Regions from separate parts of the Triticum aestivum genome. Here region 1 is linked to region 2. The links are chromatin contacts, called in public Hi-C maps. All regions are on one chromosome and are shown on one strand. The core of a region is the stretch at or near the end of the contact, and the rest is flanking DNA. Distances in the headings are between cores, read along the strand shown. Region 1 holds the start of LOC543070 (temperature-induced lipocalin-1). Region 2 holds the start of LOC123144807 (neurofilament heavy polypeptide).

Region 1 (5,311 bases), core at 1,105-3,604, 460 kb before region 2:
GAGTGGTGCGGTGAAGAAGGCATTCACCGGTGCTTGAGCAAGTCATGGCAGAATCCGAAACCTTTTCACCATGAAATTTTGATGTCACATCATCTATATTGTTCCATCTGTGTGTACTAGGGTTTTGTCTCGAGAGTTCCCCAAATTTCAAGTTAAGAGTGAATGGTTTAGTGAAGTTCAGAGTGCTTCGTGAAGAAGATTATTGATGCAGTTACCTGGTTACTCGTTAATATACATCACTCGTTTTTGGCTTCTTGCTTGTGACTCTTATCTGAATTGAGCCTATAATGTCTAGGACCAACAAAGCTGCAGCACGCAAGTGCTGATTTATCCCATCTGTCGGTTGTTGATGGAAGTCTGTCCCTGAATGATAGCCGGGAGCTCGGCGCTAGACACCGCACCTTGTACGGACAATATTCCGTGTTGAGTTGCTTCCCCTCCCAGCAGCAGATTGAAACTTTTCACACGGCGTACGTACACAGGTGTGGCAGAGTTTCACTCGTTGCAGCGGGACAGCGAGCCGTGGCTCCAGAACACTGGCGTCCGCAAAGCGTGCAAGCCGTTGTTTGGGACCCCCGAGGGCGCACGTAACTGAACTCTGCCGAAGTAGGACAAGGATGGCAACAGTGACCCCGAGGGAACACTTGTAATATACTCCTGGCCAAGGCTAGATGCGCCACTTGAAAAAAAAGGAAAAAAAAGCCTAGATGCAGGAATAGTAAAACGAGGCCTCATTTGGTTTTGGTTTGTAGGAATTCTATAGGTTAGGATTTTTAAAGGAAAAATTTCTTTGGAGTTTGCAGGAATGGATTTCTATTCCTATTAGGATAGGAACCAATCTTTCACATTGAAAGAAAAAAAAATTAGCCTAGACTCAATGGAAGATTCCTATCATATGCATCAAATGACATCTTTTTCTCTATATAAATTGAGATACATGCCACGTCACTTCTTAGGATTTTTCTATTCCTAAGAAATTCCAATCCTATGAACCAAAGGAGTCCATAGCTAAGAAAAAAGACCCAACCTCTGCAACAACACGATGCCGAGGCTAGTCACAGGTAGGAACCAAAAGGGGGAATCTTTGGATAAGACATCGAGTAATGCACATAACCAAACACTATGTGCTTATTTTCTCACTAGGCAAAGCTAGGGGTGTAACTTAGGTGCATGTTCAACCAACATTTGCTTCATCGTCACCCCACCCCCATACTCAATGTCTCTCCTCTATGACCCCACTCTTCACCCCCCCCCCCTCGCCCCACCCCAAGGACAACCACCTTGCCTCTCCATGTCCTCTTTCTTCTCTTGCATCCATCGATGCTAGCTACTACTATCCTCATCTGAAAGAGCAGATGACGCCATCATCAAGTCGGGATGCCAATGCCCACGACGCCATATTATCGGTCTAGTCGCCGACTTGCTTGTATCAGTGGACATCGACTCCTTGATGACCTTCCTCTCTCCTTGGCGCCGAACCCCTTCCCCGCATTTTTCTCGGCTCCTCCTTCTCCTCTCTCTTCCCACTGGATAGCAACTAAGGCCTCCTTTGGTTTGGAGGAATTTCACAGGATTTCCATAGGCTAGAATTCCTACAGAAAAATTTTCTTTAGAGCCCTTTGGTTTATAGAAATGGGTTCCTAACTTCCTATTCCTACGTAGGATTGGTTCCCATCCTCTAAAATTCAAAGAAGAATAAACGTTAGCCTAGACTCAACAGGAAAAAAAATCCTACACCGTGAACCAAATGCCATCTCATTTCTTATTCCTATTCAGAGAATTTTAGATACATGTCATCTCATTTTCTACAAGTTTCTCATTCCCCGTGATATTTCTATCTTATGAACCAAGGAAAGCCTAAGCGATTTCAGCCTTATTTGTGTTTAGGTAGACTTTGGGGGTTGGAGTTTCAACCTTGGGGAGCAAGAAATCATGTAAGGCTGGGTATACGTGTCCATGGACGTTCGGGAGTGCTCTAGAGCACCGTGTGAAGAGTGTCCTTGTGTGAAAACAGCTCCTTGGTCTCGGGGTAATTTTGTGTGGTTCAGAACTGATTAGTAGTTCGAAAAGGAAAAGAACTGTACGCTAGAAGTCGAATGTACCTGATGTGTATGTTGACGTGCATGACGCGAACATCAATACAGATCAAAACATGTCCACTTGGGAACATGTCGGCATTTCCTCTGGTCCATGAACGCTAATTAGTTTTTACCAATGATACCAAAACAACAACCTGCAGCACCAAAAATGGCGCTGTCTGGGGCGAGCTTAGGACATGGAGAGATGTCGAGAAAGCAGTAACCTTCACGTGCAAGTCTCCACGTATAGACCCCGACAAACCATCGCGCTAAGCGTTCCAGAGCCCTCCACGTCCTTTCAAATTTCGACCACCTTATCCTCCCCGACCTTCTTCATCCCCCTTTCCCCTTCCATACGAGCTGCTAGCTTGCCTGTGAAGCCCTCTCACACCTCCTATATATCAACCTATCTCAAGCTCACTACAGCTTCATCCAAGCAACCGTGATCAGTTCACGAATCCACCTAAAGCGAGACACAGACCGAGCAGCGACCGGGCGGCGATAGACGATGGCGGCCAAGAAGAGCGGGAGCGAGATGGGCGTGGTGCTGGGGCTGGACGTTGCGCGGTACATGGGGCGGTGGTACGAGATCGCGTCCTTCCCCAACTTCTTCCAGCCGCGCGACGGGCGCGACACGCGGGCGACCTACGAGCTCATGGAGGACGGCGCCACGGTGCACGTGCTCAACGAGACGTGGAGCAAAGGGAAGCGCGACTTCATCGAGGGCACCGCCTACAAGGCCGACCCGGCCAGCGAGGAGGCCAAGCTCAAGGTCAAGTTCTACGTCCCGCCCTTCCTCCCCATCATCCCCGTCGTCGGCGACTACTGGGTCCTCTATGTCGACGACGACTACCAGTATGCCCTCGTCGGCGAGCCCCGCCGGAAAAGCCTATGGGTAAGCATACACATAGTATATTACTAACAACGCACATATCCGACGCTACAAGTGCGCTTGATTAATCTGGTTGTTTGCCATATGCGTACGTGTGCATGTATGTAGATCCTGTGCAGGAAGACGCACATCGAGGAGGAGGTGTACAACCAGCTGCTGGAGAAGGCCAAGGAGGAAGGCTACGACGTGGCCAAGCTGCACAAGACGCCGCAGAGCGACCCGCCGCCGGAGAGCGATGCCGCGCCCACCGACAGCAAAGGGACCTGGTGGTTCAAGTCGCTCTTTGGTAAATGATAGATTCATCCGTCTGTATATGCAGTTGGCCGGCACTGTAACAGCCATGATGTGTGTTCATCTGTATCTTAGTGTATTAGCTATTCTCTATGGTGTCGAATAAATGGGACTCAGTGATATGGTATACTACCGTTTTCCAGGAAAAGACTCCATGACGAGCTTTATCAACTGGCACAGGCTACGTGCAAACTGACTGATTTTTGTTATTTGGGTCAGTCGACTGACCAAAAATTCTGTTACTCGGTTGCTCCCATATCTGCATGCTTCCTACTCGATCGTTCCTCCGTACTAGCTGCTCACTTCATCATCCAACTGGAGCAAAGGGTGTACGCTGGACATTTTTTTTTTCAAAACGGAGGCATAAGATTTGCCTCATCTATTAAATAAGGAAGAAGCAGAGTTTAGAGTTTTACAAGAGCACCCACATACACGGCATGACGATTACTCGCGCAAGAAAATAGGCCCTAGTCTTTTGGCACCCGCGGTAATTCAGAGCTTTGCCTCCTCCACGATGTTGTTGAGAAGTATCGGCGGCGGTGTGAACTTGTGCCGTAACACCCGTGCATTCGCTCATTCCAAATAGTCCAAGAAACAAGCATGGTGAGGGAGGCCGAAGCCCTCCCGCTGGGGACGTGGTTGCCGGTTCGCTTGGACCACCATTCGTGGACGGACCCGGCAAGGTGCCAATCGATGGTGTCCATGTGAGCAAGGCCAAGCTTGACGATAATTGACCTCCAAAGCCTAAGTGTGTAGCGATACTTGATATTCATGCAAACATAATACAAACCTGTTAACCGATAACCGAGAGAAGAAACCCGTTAACCGATAACCTGCGTTTGGCTGCTCGGTATTTTTGGAGTTTTAGGAGAATACCATGGTTTTTTTAGAAACTCTAGTTTTAAATACTTTGACGTGTTTGGCTTTTACAAATACTGCTGTTTTATAAACCATAGTATATCTAAAACCGTGGTTTTTTTGCTGTATTTAAAAAAGAGGTCACAACCTCTTTTTTCTAAACTGAGAAGCCCTTGCTCGGTCCATCTTCTTCCTGCCGTCATCACCTTCCATTCCTCCATTTCGTCCGCAGCCACTAAATCAAGATTAGCACCTGGGGCCGTTGATTTCTTCAATCGTTCACTATTGTGCTAGCGCAAGAAGGGACAGCCTGTAGATTATGTTCAATCCTATCGGATGATGCACGTACACGTACGAAATGATTTAGCACCGACTGGAAAAGGCTTAGAACATGGAATACATCGGTTGATACTTGGAGCACAGTCGTACATGACAGGCACAGTTGTGCATGCGGCCGAAGGTACAACATAACTCTACTACAGGTCCTAGCGCATAGGAAAGAGGGGCGTGCGAGAAGGCTACAGGCAAGTAACGGCCGTTAATTAGCACAACCTGATCCCGTCGTTGTATAACTCAGTTCGGTTCAGCTAGCTATGATTATCCATGCAATGAGTAGTTCGTTAATTAGCACAACCTAATCACGTCGTTGTATAACTACTTGAGCGTAGCTCAGTTCCGTTCAGCTAGCTATGATTATCCATACAACGACTAGTCAAAACCAGGGAAACTGAGAAAAACTGCACTTGCCAAACACCTTGGTAGTTTTGCAAAAATTGAGAAAAACTGCGGTTTTTAGAAACCGAAGTATTCATTGCCCACACATTGAAATACTGAGGTTTCAATTATTATGGTTTTGGAAAAACTATGTTGCCAAACTAAATGCAAACCTGTTGACCGACAACCAAAATAAGAAAAAAAAAGGGCCAATCGCACGAAATTCTAATACTTGTGGCAAATCTGATTTTCAACCATCCAACGGACAAACGAATGTGCGCCAAAATAAAAATCATCTTGCACAAAAGTTTGTCTCAGTCGATTTTTATATGGGAGCAGTCGAGCCTATGCAACCATAAAACAAAAGCCCACCAGATGCATGGGCTTGTTTTCAAACATAACATCAACTGGCCCAATAGCTGCAACGACACAAGGCAGAAACAAAAAATAAAATAAAATATGAAGTTTTCTAAGGAAG
Region 2 (5,968 bases), core at 3,309-5,808:
CTGTGTAGTAGACATCACGGATCTCCTCACGGGCCACTCTAGATTCGGACCGCGCTTCTTTCGTCTCTCGCAAGGCCTTGTCAAGATCAACTGCTTTGGTTTTATTCTCCTTTTCAAGGAATTCACAGCGGCTAGTAGCGTTTTTTAGTTCGAGCGCCATCGTGGACATTTTCTCCTCGTCTTGGTGCCGAGCAGCTTGTTCGGCCTTAACTCGGTCGGTGCCTTTTCGGCAGCCGCATTACTAAACCGGGCCTGCTCCTTGGCCCGGGCCTGCTCCGCCCGAAGAATCTCAACGGCGGCGGCACCATCTGCAACCATGCATATCCCAGCATGCAGCTTTTAGCGTCACGCTTATATTACACACATGTATGTGTAAGGACTGCTCCGAATACATACCTTGCGACTCGTCAAGACGCCTATTGATTAACGCGATGTCATCCCCTGCCACATCAAGCTTCCGCTGCAGCTCGGCAATATCCGTAGTCTGGGCAGTCGTTGGGGGAGAAACAGCCTGTGTTCCAATTAACCAGATTATTCCTTAAGCATTTCTTTTTGATCCTCTGTTCGCCTCCCATGGGAAGCCAACCCGAGTCTCAGGGGCTACTACCTATACACAGGTGCATGTTGCAAATAAAATAAGTTGAAAATATTACATCACAAACCTCGAAGCCGCTGGTTGAAAACCGGATAGTCCGGGGCCTTCATTGTTGGCCCCTGAATCCCGGATGATCGGAGGCTCACCTTCGGGTACTGCCTCCTTCATCCCTCGCTCCGCTTGTTGATCAAGAAAAACCCTCCGAGTCGACACTTCAGAGTCGTCCGCCTTATTGGGCGAGGAGGCCGGGGGAGGCGTCTCGCTTTCCATCATCTCTGGGAGAAGATCTCCCGAAGAAGAGGATCGCTCAGAAACACTCTGCGTCGAACTGTAAAGATACACGTGAACGTTACGTGTCACTTCGATAACAGGAAAGGAACGGGATGTGATTAAAGCACTCCGATTTACTTACGATTTGGTTGAAGGCTGGTCCTCACGACGGAGTTGTTCAACGACGTTGCCTTCCAATCCCGAGCCGCCCAACGATGGCATCTTGCCCCTCTTGGGAGACGGTTCTTCCCAACCTTCGGAGGCGGCCCTTTTCTTCCTCTATGAAGAAGGGATGCTTGCTTCTCCTTCGCCTGTGTCTTCGGGCGAAGAAATGTCGATTTCCCCGGACTCGGTGTCTAATTTACCTCTGGAACGAAGGCCATCCCGGGCCTTCCCACTCTCCACCTTGCCCTCCTCCACCGGCGCCTGATACAATGCCGGTGCCAGCATCCTTGTTAGCACGGGGTCCGCTGAGTCTTCGGGAAGAGGGGCCGGACACCTAATCCGTTCCGCTTTCGTTATCCAGCCCTGGAAAGAGATGGTTTGCTCAGTGTCTTACCACATGATACCTGATTATGAGGTGTTCGGCGGATGGGCACTTACCGTGGTGTCCGGATGGTTACAGTCAAGGCCGATGTCTTCGGTAGTATCCGGCCACTGCTTTCGTTTCCCGAAAAATAATTTCCACATCCCTTTGTGTGTAGTGCCGAAGAAGTGTTGAAGTGCCCGCGGCCCTTCGGGATTAAACTCCCACATGCGGAGAGGTCGCCTCTGGCACGACAAGGTCCGACGAACCAGCATTACTTGAATAACGTTGATAAGATCAATGTCTCTCTCGAGGAGGCTCCTGATGCGGCTCTGAAGAGTCTGTACCTCATCAATTGATCCCCAGTCCAACCCCTTATTAATCCATGATGCGAGCTGGATCGGAGGGCTGGGTCGGAACGCAGGCGCATCCGCCCACTTGGAGCCACGGGGCTCGGTGATGTAGAACCACTCCCGTTGCCATAAGTCAGAGGACTCGGTGAAGGATCCTTTTAGCCAAAGGGCGCTATTAAGCTTGCTCACGGTGGCGCCACCACACTCCGCCTGCTTCCCCCCAATCGTTTGCGGCTTTACGTGGAAGGTCTTGAGCCAAAAGCCGAAGTGTGGAGGGACTCGAAGGAAGGCCTCGCACGTGACGATAAACGCCGAGATAAGCAGAACAGAGTTCGGGGCCAGATCATGAAAATCCAGCCCGTAGTAGAGCATGAGCCCTCGAACAAAGGGACTAAGGGCAAAGCCTAACCCTCGGAGGAAGTGGGAGATGAACACGACCCTCTCGTCGGATCTGGGGGTAGGGATAACCTGCCCTTTGGCAGGGAGCCGATGGAGGATTTCTGCAGTCAGATATCTCACCGCCCTAAGCTTTGCAGTGTCCTCCTCTGTAACAGAAGAAACCACCCACCGACCGGGAAGGCTGGATCCGGACATGACTAAGACTTGTGGTGGTCGAAACTTGGGTTTTAGAACTCGAGATAGCAAGGGCTGAGGAAGAAGCAAACGTGGAAGAGAAAAAGGACGGGCGTGCACCCCTTTATAAAGGTCGTGAGTATCTAAACGTCTACTCCTGGGCCTTCAAACTTGCCTGTTTCCAAGGAGTTGTACCACAGAGACGGTTGGGTTACCCACGTCTGTGTTGATGAGAATCCCTTAATAAGGGGGACACGATCTCGACTTGGATAAGACGTGCCAATAAAGCCGCGCCTCGAAACCCGGGGCTGCAGGCTAACAACGGTTTGAAATTATGACCGGGCAGACGTAATGTCATGCTGTAAAAAGTTGTCAGCGGATTGGACTCGTGGAATATTATATTCTCTCTGCGGTTGTGTGTGGTGCTTGTGTTACAGGTCCGGACACGTTCAATACGTCCGAAGACTATCTTGGAGTTCAGAAGGAGGAACCCGCCTTGCAATGCCGAAGACACATCTACGCGCCGGATACCTTGTCATTGAAGCCAGGTTCAGGGGCTACTGAGGGAGTCCTGGACTAAGGGGTCCTCGGGCGTCCGGCCTGTTGGCCATAGGCCGGACTGATGGGCTGTGAAGATACGAAGACCAAAGACTGCACCCGTGTCCGGAGGGGACTCTCCTTGGCGTGGAAGGCAAGCTTGGCGACCAAATATGTAGATTCCTTTCTTTGTAACCGACCTTGTGTAACCCTAGATCCTCCCGGTGTCTATATAAACCGGAGGACTTAGTCCGGAGGGGAGATATACATTACCATAGTCATACAGGCTAGACTTATAGGGTTTTAGCCACAACGATCTCGTGGTAGATCAACTCTTGTAATACTCATATTCATCAAGATCAATCAAGCAGGAAGTACGGTATTACCTCCATAGAGAGGGCCCGAACCTGGATAAACATTGTGTCCTCCGTCTCCTGTTACCATCGACCTTAGACGCACAGTTCGCGACCCCCTACCCGAGATCCGCCGGTTTTGACACCGACAAGGGGTGTGACGTGGCGGCCGGGGTGGTGGAGCGGCGGCAAAGGCAAGAGAGAGAAGTTGAAGTAGAGAAAATGGGAGGATGGAGGCGCGGGGTCCGGGAGGGGTTTTGGGTGGGCCGAAGGTGTTAGAGTCCTACGTGGTTGCTGTCGGGACTCCCGCAAAGCTCTCAGTTTATCTCGAGCTTGCCGAAAAAAGTACGTCCGGACCGCTCGGCGGACTGATACAGGTCCGCGTTGGACGGCTAAACACGTCCGAACCGACAGTTGCAGGCGGTTGATTGTCCGCTTTGGAGATGCCCTGAAAGCGTCGTCTTCTCTTCTCTTTCGTGCATAGATCAACCGATATATCGTGACATACTAGGTATCTTACATATCGCACGTTTTGTACGAGACGCGACTATAGCGCGTCATTACTTCTCACTCCAAACAATAGTAATCGCTCGATGCGACAATCCCGTACTCGCGCCTCACCCCTCTCTGTACATATGTTCATCGAACCGTCGTCTTCCATCTCTCGCCACAATCATTCTCCTCGTTAGTGTTATTTCCGCCTTTCGCCCCCTCCGCCTTATCTTCTTCGACGACTTCAAGATCGATTGTCACTTCCAGTTGGCGGAGCGCCGCCATGATGCCACGGCGGCACCGCCCCGCTGTGGCTCGCACTTACACCCCCATGGTTGCATCTTATGCCCCTCTTTTTTGGGAAAGAAAAACAAAATTTTGACCTTTCTTATTATTGATTGATGTGCAGGATGGCCGAAAACCTAGCGGAAATTGCCAAATCGGCCAGAGCGAGGGGCGTGGCATCGTCGGACTGCCTGCTCCAAGCAACCTTCCACCCCCATGGTTTGCATCTTGTGTCCCTTGTTTTTGAGGAAAGAAATTCACATTTTTGCCCCTTCTTATTATTGATTGATGGTTTGGTGTGCAGGAGGGCCAAAAACCTAGGAAAAATAGCCAAATCGGCCAGAGCGAGGGGCGTGGCAACCATCGGGCCGCCCGATCCAAGCAAGCGACGGCCGAGAGCTCCCCAGGGTGCTGCGTGCACTGCCCCGCGGCGGCGGCGGCTCCGGCTCGGACGCAAGGCCGCCCAAAAGCGGAGCAGGATCGCCCCCGACGCGTCCGTGGGCAAAATTGGCAGGCCGCGCCCGCGCCGAAGTGGCCCAAACCCCCCCATAAATCGCCCGCCGATTCCAAACACCGCTCCACTCCACCGCCCCCTCGCAAGGCCGAGCCACAGAGAGCCGCACCGAAATCGCGTCCCGTCGTGCAAAGGGAGCGGGGGGTTGGGAGCGGGACAAATCTCCCTCGTCACCACCTCCACCACCACCGTCCACCGCCACCCCCCTCTCGCCCCCTCAAGCCTTGCCCCTCGCGCGGGAGGGACGCCGTGTCCTCCTGCCCCCACCGCGCCGCGAGGGGAAACCCTAGCGGCTGCAGATCTCCGGGCAGGCGCCCCGATCCGGGCGGCCCGCGCCCCGATTCGGCCCTCCCGGCGCCTCAAATGGCGGCGGACGGGGCGGACAGCGACCTTGAGGAGCAACTCAAGGATGTCGGCGCCCGCCTGCAGGAGGCGCCCGACGACTCCGACGGCCTGCTCAAGCTCCTCTACGTGAGCCTTCTCTCTCAACTTTGTGTGTTTATCTTGTTTGGTTCTCTGTGTCCGTTACGGCTGTATGTAGGGTTTGTCGTTGTGGTTGTATCGCTTTCGGATGATTGTAATAAGCTTTATGTTTACCTTGTCGCTGCTTCTCTAGATTTTGTCCAATTCTTGGTTCGGGCAAAAAAGGAGTGTTTTCAGTCATTGGTAGAGCGTCATCTATTGTTGGGCACCGATATGTACATGATTATGTCTATCTATTGTTAGATAGAGGTGTTAGCTAACTTGAAATCCACCCTGCTCTTCAGAATTGGAGTAACTGCCGGGTCTGATTATGCCAGCGGCTATTATAGCTTAAACTTGCTCATGTGATTTAACAAGTTGATCTTTTTCTATATGCAGGACGTCGAGAAATATCTGTTGAGAGTGGAGCAATCACCTGCAGCAAGCACATTTGCTGCTGTTCGCCCAGCAATGGATGCCCTGATCAAGAATGAACTTTTGACTCACCCTAACGCCGAGGTCAAACTTGCTATAGCATCTTGTATATCTGAGGTTACAAGAATCACTGCACCCGAGGCTCCGTATGATGACAATATTATGAGGGTACTGTGTCTTTCCTGATTATAAGATTTATTTATTCTCTATCCTGTATCCTGACCTGTGCTGTCTACTTTGTCAGGATTTGTTTTCCATAATTGTGGGGACTTTTCAGAATTTAGATGATATCGAGAGCCCGTCCTTTGCGAGGAGGATTTCAATTCTTGAGACTGTGGCAAAGGTCCGGTCGTGCGTGGTCATGTTAGACCTTGAGTTGGATGATCTGATTCTGCAGATGTTTAACCATTTTTTCACAACTGTGACGTAAGAAGCCACTTCTCGTTATTCACCTTAAGTTTATCTATTTCTACTTCTTGCTAGTTTCTGGGTATGTTTACTAAGTTTTGCTAAGCTATGTTGCTATTCTCCTGACATGTGTAAGGTGTTATTGTACTTGCCTAAAATGTTTTT

Evidence for each region. A called contact is a pair of places that touch in the nucleus more often than the background predicts.
Region 1: a Hi-C map of leaf shows a contact between it and region 2, with 6 times the contacts expected there. The contact joins the promoter of LOC543070 here to the promoter of LOC123144807 in region 2. A contact is called at or near these places in 2 of 5 Hi-C or Micro-C datasets (leaf and an unstated tissue).

What each region holds. Positions count from the first base shown.
Region 1 is chr6D:310,722,338-310,727,648 of IWGSC CS RefSeq v2.1, reverse strand. LOC543070 (temperature-induced lipocalin-1) reads left to right here and starts at 2,354. Exons shown (of 2, transcript XM_044564044.1): 1 at 2,354-2,973; 2 at 3,079-3,432. The coding sequence starts at 2,587. The coding sequence ends at 3,264. It overlaps LOC123144808 (40S ribosomal protein S11), which reads left to right. Exons shown (of 6, transcript XM_044564046.1): 6 at 1-255. The coding sequence ends at 37.
Region 2 is chr6D:310,258,924-310,264,891 of IWGSC CS RefSeq v2.1, reverse strand. LOC123144807 (neurofilament heavy polypeptide) reads left to right here and starts at 4,558. Exons shown (of 14, transcript XM_044564043.1): 1 at 4,558-4,969; 2 at 5,360-5,563; 3 at 5,640-5,821. The coding sequence starts at 4,862.